Linked DNA regions of Gossypium hirsutum: region 2 is linked to region 1. Evidence: chromatin contacts called from public Hi-C data. All regions are on one chromosome and are shown on one strand. The core of a region is the stretch at or near the end of the contact, and the rest is flanking DNA. Distances in the headings are between cores, read along the strand shown.

The links. Hi-C and Micro-C count contacts between places; a contact is called where the count stands out from the background.
Region 2: a Hi-C map of leaf shows a contact between it and region 1, with 2.1 times the contacts expected there. The contact joins the promoter of LOC107957431 here to the promoter of LOC107913098 in region 1. A contact is called at or near these places in 3 of 34 Hi-C or Micro-C datasets (leaf and seedling).

What each region holds. Positions count from the first base shown.
Region 1 is chrD11:22,731,750-22,734,886 of Gossypium_hirsutum_v2.1, forward strand. LOC107913098 (G-box-binding factor 1) reads right to left here and starts at 1,660. Exons shown (of 12, transcript XM_016841548.2): 1 at 1,404-1,660; 2 at 1-61. It overlaps LOC107913099 (serine/threonine/tyrosine-protein kinase HT1), which reads right to left. Exons shown (of 6, transcript XM_016841551.2): 4 at 2,764-2,885; 5 at 2,516-2,671; 6 at 1,961-2,442. The coding sequence ends at 2,134.
Region 2 is chrD11:23,071,417-23,074,312 of Gossypium_hirsutum_v2.1, forward strand. LOC107957431 (calcium uniporter protein 2, mitochondrial) reads left to right here and starts at 1,461. Exons shown (of 2, transcript XM_016892949.2): 1 at 1,461-2,166. The coding sequence starts at 1,585.

The sequences.
Region 1 (3,137 bases), core at 410-2,909:
AACTTCTTAATTTCAGCAATTTTAAAATAAAATTTGATCGTCAATGACTTTTATGAAGCACCTGAGAATCCAAAACCAAGTAAACACGTATATCAGAGATGAGAGATCACAAGAAATTATCTACCAATGACACAACTAACAAGGAGGGGAAGAAAAATGGGAAACTATAACTAGCTATCAGCAACATGCAGAAACATCATTTATGAGCCCATCGAGCATAAATCTAAATAGATTTCAGACAGCATATTATCATGAATGGACTACAATGAGAAAAATAATCGAACCGGCCTCAATGCTCCGCAACATTGTAAACAACACTCACATGATCCAACAAAAGACAAAACTTACCCTAAAATATTGAAAACAACTTACAAACAGTTTCAGAATAACTTAAAAACCATTTAAAGAAAGCTAAAATCTAGAAATAAACTTGTTACTTTTTAAAGATCTTCTGTTATCTTGGTCACATCACTAGCAGCGAATAAATACAAAATGATACAAATTAGGTTGTTAATTTACTCTTCCATATAAACTAACTTAAAGACAAATCACACATTCTTGTCCTAACAAGTGAAGCACTCAGAGGAAAGCATCTTGTTTGTAGCTAATTTAGCCATATGCAAAATAGAGGTAGAGTATCAATCGTTTCCATAAAGGGACAACCTTGAAATATAAAGTAATCCTTTAATTCTAAGAATTTGTTAATTAACTCCAATTTGTTCCCTACAAAAAGAATAATCCGACTTTTTCAACAATTCCTATATTAAACAAAAAATTAGTAGGAAAAAGAAAAAGAAAAATCAGTAGAAATTGGCGGTATCTGTTTTAAATAGACCACAGCTAAGCTAATCAACAATTAGCCCTCTTAATTCTTCATGCAGATTGTAGTAAAAACCTAACGTTGACCAGCAATTGTCGTATTACAGCTGGAATCCATACACCTTCTCCACATGTTAGAAAAAAAAAGAAAGAAAGAAGAAAAGAACATACATTATCAGTGAATGGATTCTTAGTTCCTTACTGATGAATATGCTAAAGAACTGGGTTTTTTTTTTTTTCCAAAATAGTAAAAGCTAATTTTAATATTCAAGCTAAAACCACACGATTTCCCATAGGCATAACACAGCCAAAACTTAAAAGAAACAATATAAAGATAAAAGTTGAGAGAAGAACGTGTAAGTAATACTAATCCAACTGATAAATCAAAGTTCAAAAAAAAATGAGATAAGAGAAAAAGAAAGAAATCCTGAAACAAATTTATTAATGGCATAAAAGAACAGAAATAGAAGGAAAGAAATTTAGCTTCTAAACGCTTTTAAAATTACATATAAAAAACACAATATTAAAAAGAACAAATTTGAAGAAGAAGAAGAAGAAGAAAGAAGAAGAAAGAAAGACCAGACCTGCTTTCATGGCGTTGAAAAGGGAAGTAAGGAGGAAGTCCAAGTGGAAACACTTTAAATAAATAAATAAAAAGGGGAAATTACCAAGAGAAAGACATTTATTTATATAAACAATCTTTTCTTTTTTTATTTGCTTCTTATATTTCCTTATCCGACGGCTGCAAATAAAGAATAAAAGAATCGTACGAGAAATTGAAGTACAATGTTCTTTGTTTAGTTTGGAAGGAAAGAAAAAGAAAGAGAAGAGAAAGGGGGGTGTCAAGTTTTATAGCGAAACTACATCGTTTAGGTTTGAGCTTTTTTCTTTTTGCCCTTAAGGTTATTATCCGTATGGGCTTGTGTGGCTTCCACGTCACTGAAACATTATCCATTTATAATGCACCGCCTTTGACTTCATTCTTATTGGCTTTCAGGAATTTAGCCGTACTTGATGGGACATGGTTCCTGCTGGTTTCACCATTTAGCAGATGGAAATTGGTCCCTCTCTCAGCCGGAGTAAGCCCAACCACGCTTCCCATTCACGAAATTAGTACATCTCTTGAAACAAAAGACAAAACTTTGATAAAAGCTTTATGTATATTTAATTATATCTTTGACTGTTTCTGAGGTATATATAAAAAGCATTGATGTCCAATTGACAGTTCTGTGAAGTTTATGTTTACTGAAAGAAGGCATAAGCCATTCATGTACATTTTGTACCCAAAACATGATCAGCCATCATCCTGCCTGATCAATTCGATAAGCAATCATCGAAGCAGATGAAGAATGAGGTATAAGACTTCGATTTCTTCCCCTTGTCGTTACACTTGTTTGTAACATGCCCGGGATTGACCGACTCTTCCTCTGCATGGCTTCCGGAACGATCAATTTCCATTTGCTTAGGAGGTGTAGTCTCTGGTGGGCTACAGTTGCGGAGGAAGTTGGTAAGAGAGGCAGTGATTTCCTTAAATTCTGGTCGAATCTTCGGGTCCTCTGCCCAACAGGACTGCAGGAGAGACACAATCTCTGTTGGAAGACCTTCCACAGAAGGCCTTTCGTTCTGAAGATTGCAAAAGAGATATAGTTAGAAATTGTTAAAAAGTATTGACATGACAAATGAAAGTTCAGCTTGCCTTTGCCGCTGCATATGCCGCTGTTACATTATCCCTTCCCTTGAATGGAGCTTTATTCGTCAGTATCTCCCAAAGAACAATTGAGAAACTGTACACATCGACTTTGTGGTCATAGTGTTTCTTTGCTCCGATTGGGAGTGGATCTCTGCTGTATATCTAATTTGGATAAAAGAAACAAGTTAGACATTACCAGAACTAGGAAGATAAGCCACTACTAGATTAATTTAGAACCATTATAAGAAAAGCACCTCAGGAGCCATCCACCGGTAAGTACCGGCCTCACAAGTCATTCCACCCAATACTTCCTCTCTAGCTAGTCCAAAGTCAGCCAGCTTGATGCACGTTCTATCCTCGGCGAGAAGTAAATTGCCTGTCATGAGATTAAAGGATATATAAGAAACAGACTGTCTTCTGGCATAATATTTTCACTCAATTTTGAGGTGTTCGTCTATTGATGAGGTCAATCACAATAAAAAAGTACTGCAATGTCTAAATTCTTAGTATCAGCTTCTAAAGTCCTTAGGCATGTTAATGCATATCAGCGAAAACTTTCCGTTCCAGCACAATCTATACTTTGTTTGGTCACCTGACATTACTAGCACAGTCAGTTTATCATATCTGT
Region 2 (2,896 bases), core at 211-2,710, 340 kb after region 1:
TGGGTTGGATTTGCTTAAAATATTGTTGAAACATTGTGATCCAACTACTTATTTAGGAGTTATCTGGTTAAGTTGATAGGTTAATATTAATATAAAATAAAGTTTTAATATATTATCTTAAATTATGCAGAAAATATGTATTTTTTAGATGAAAACATTAATCATGGGATTAAATTCTTTTTTATTTTATGTTATCTTTTAAAATAAGTGTTGAATTCAAAAACTTGGCCAATCTAGAATCAAATTTGGTTATGCCAATAATCTATTATCTAATCTAAACCCCAACATTTGAACAACAACAAAAAGGAAAATCTAAGCACCACATCACCTTCCTATATCCTTAAATAAATAACATATATTCATCATTTGATGGATAATGAAAATAATTTGGTCATAGTCTCAATAGTTACCTGCATTTTACCTTTTCACGTTCATTACTATTTTAGTTTCAAATAATATTATTTTGTACATCTAAATTATTATCGTTAGCATTAATCGTTATTAAAAGGACTAAGTTAATATGGAATCCACAATCAAACCAAAAGAATATGGTCGGATTACAAATGCTTGGGAGGATTTGAGTTAGAATTAGTCGTGAGCTATAATTATGTTAAAATGTTCAATAATTAAGGGATTAAAAAGTGAAATAAAAACGATTATTTCAAATTAGTTTTAACCATGAAATCTTATTAATTAACTCGTGAAATGGTTTGACTGTGATACTGTGTTTTTTTTTTTATCTTACGGTCACCAGGTGGCAATCGTTAAATCAACTCCTTGACGAAAATTTTGTCACCCAAAGAAAAATAAAAATAAAATGTTGAGGATTTATCGTGAACGCAAACAACTTTAAAGATTTTGTTTATTACATAAATACCAAAATATATGTGGCGACACGTTTGTGTGAACGTTTATAGTCATCCACCCAACACCAAAAAGGAAACTTGATTTGCTTTCCACTTCTGTCTTCGCTGCCGTCAAACACACAGAAATTTTCCCATGTAATCCAAACCCTTCTATTTACTCTCACCTTCTAGATTTCTTCCGCTAATAATGCTACACGTGTTCAACAAATCAGTATTTATGAATTACAAAATGAAAGTCAACATCAGGAAAGGCGCGAATGATAAATTTTCATATGATCTGACGGTTCAAAAGGTCATTTGTAGTTCAAGCTCAACCCTCCACGTGTAGTGTGATTAGCTCATGCTCTTCGATATTTCCTCTCGTGAAATCGGTTCTCCAATTTCTCGTTCCGATAAATTGAAAAGAATCGCCCCTAACGAGATGATTCTATAAGCATGTTTCGAAAATGTAAGGCAGGGAGTAATCTAAAGTGCGAAGTATGTTTTCAAATCTCTCAAATTCTCGCGTTATTTTCATTTTTTTTTTGTAAATTTCTATTTTTCTGTTTATCTTCCCTCCATTGTTGGACCCTATAAAACGGGCCAAAACCTTCATTGATTGTGCCAACACCAAGCGAGCAAAGCTTTCAAATCTTCTAAACTCTATCCCCCCCCACCCCAGAAAAAAGAAAAAAAAAACAACTTTTTGATAATTAGTTAGCTTCTTTAATTTCTAGCAATGGCGTTTAGGAAAACCTTGGCAGAGAAACTTTTTAATATTTCGAAAATTTCTTCGCAAGCTGTTACTAACTGCCGGATTTCCTCACCGACGGTTCAGAAGCGGATCGCAAGAAAAACGGGGAAAGCAGCAACCGGTATGACGGTGGATCCAGGAGATGCTAAGAGTAACGGCAATGGCATGTTCAGGCGGTTTCTTCATAAAGGATCTATGGCTTCACCGCCGATGAGGAAGTTACCGATGGGGGAGAATTTAATGGAGAGATTAAGGGAAATCGATGTGTCCAGGGATCGCATCCGGTTAGACGGGTTGAGCTCGCACTTGGAGGCGAAATCGGCGGTTTCGGAGCTGCCTGCACTGTCGGTTCAGGAAGCGAAGAAGTTGTTAAAGGTGGCGCAGTTGGAGGTGGTGAAAACGAAGCTGAGAGAGACAGGGAAAATCTGGATTTCTTATTCCGACTTTCTTCGGATTTGCGGAGAAAGTTGTTCGGGTCATGAACAAGGATTGCAGTTCGCGAAATTGCTAGATGAATCAGGAACCGTCATCGTTTTAGGAAACATCGTCGTTTTACGATCGGAACAGGTAGATAAATTTTTTTTCTCTATTTATTATCTCTTGAAAATTTATATTGAAAGCAGATAAGATCTTATTTATGTTTTGGCTTACAGACGATAGCATATATGTATACATTAAAATTACATGCTTAACGTGATGGTGATGAAAAGTAGGTCCCGAATTCAGGAATTCACTTATTAGCATTAGAAGCTACCGAAAACTGAATTTCTGGGTTTCTTTTTCTGCTAATTTCAACAGGAATTTTTTTTTTACGACAGGTCTCTAGAAACGTCTCACATTTGAGATGGTTTCTGAGAATTGAACTGGAGGACCCAAATTTTTTATAAATAAATCCCTTGGATGTTTCTACAGTGTGACCACAAATATCACAACTTTTTTTCACAGTTCATCTCCTAGGCTTTTATAAATAAAGCCCTTGGATGTTTCTACATTTTGTTTTGCATGCATATTCTCCAACTTTTGAGTCTGTGGAGGGTGAGGGGTGATGATGGGAGTTATGTTTTAATTGGCAACGAATTGGGGAAGATGTGTTTGGATGTTTAGATTTGAGGAGATGTACGAAACTATTGAGCCGAAAGGTGGCGTTGCCGAACAAGGAAAATGGTTGGTGGAGGAATAGGGGCTGGAATGGCCTCATATGATAAGGATGGGCTTCAACTTGACCTGACATAAGCATTAGTCACTTTTTATTGTTTACTTGCTTTCATCATCCTTCATAGTCATAATTATTGGTAAG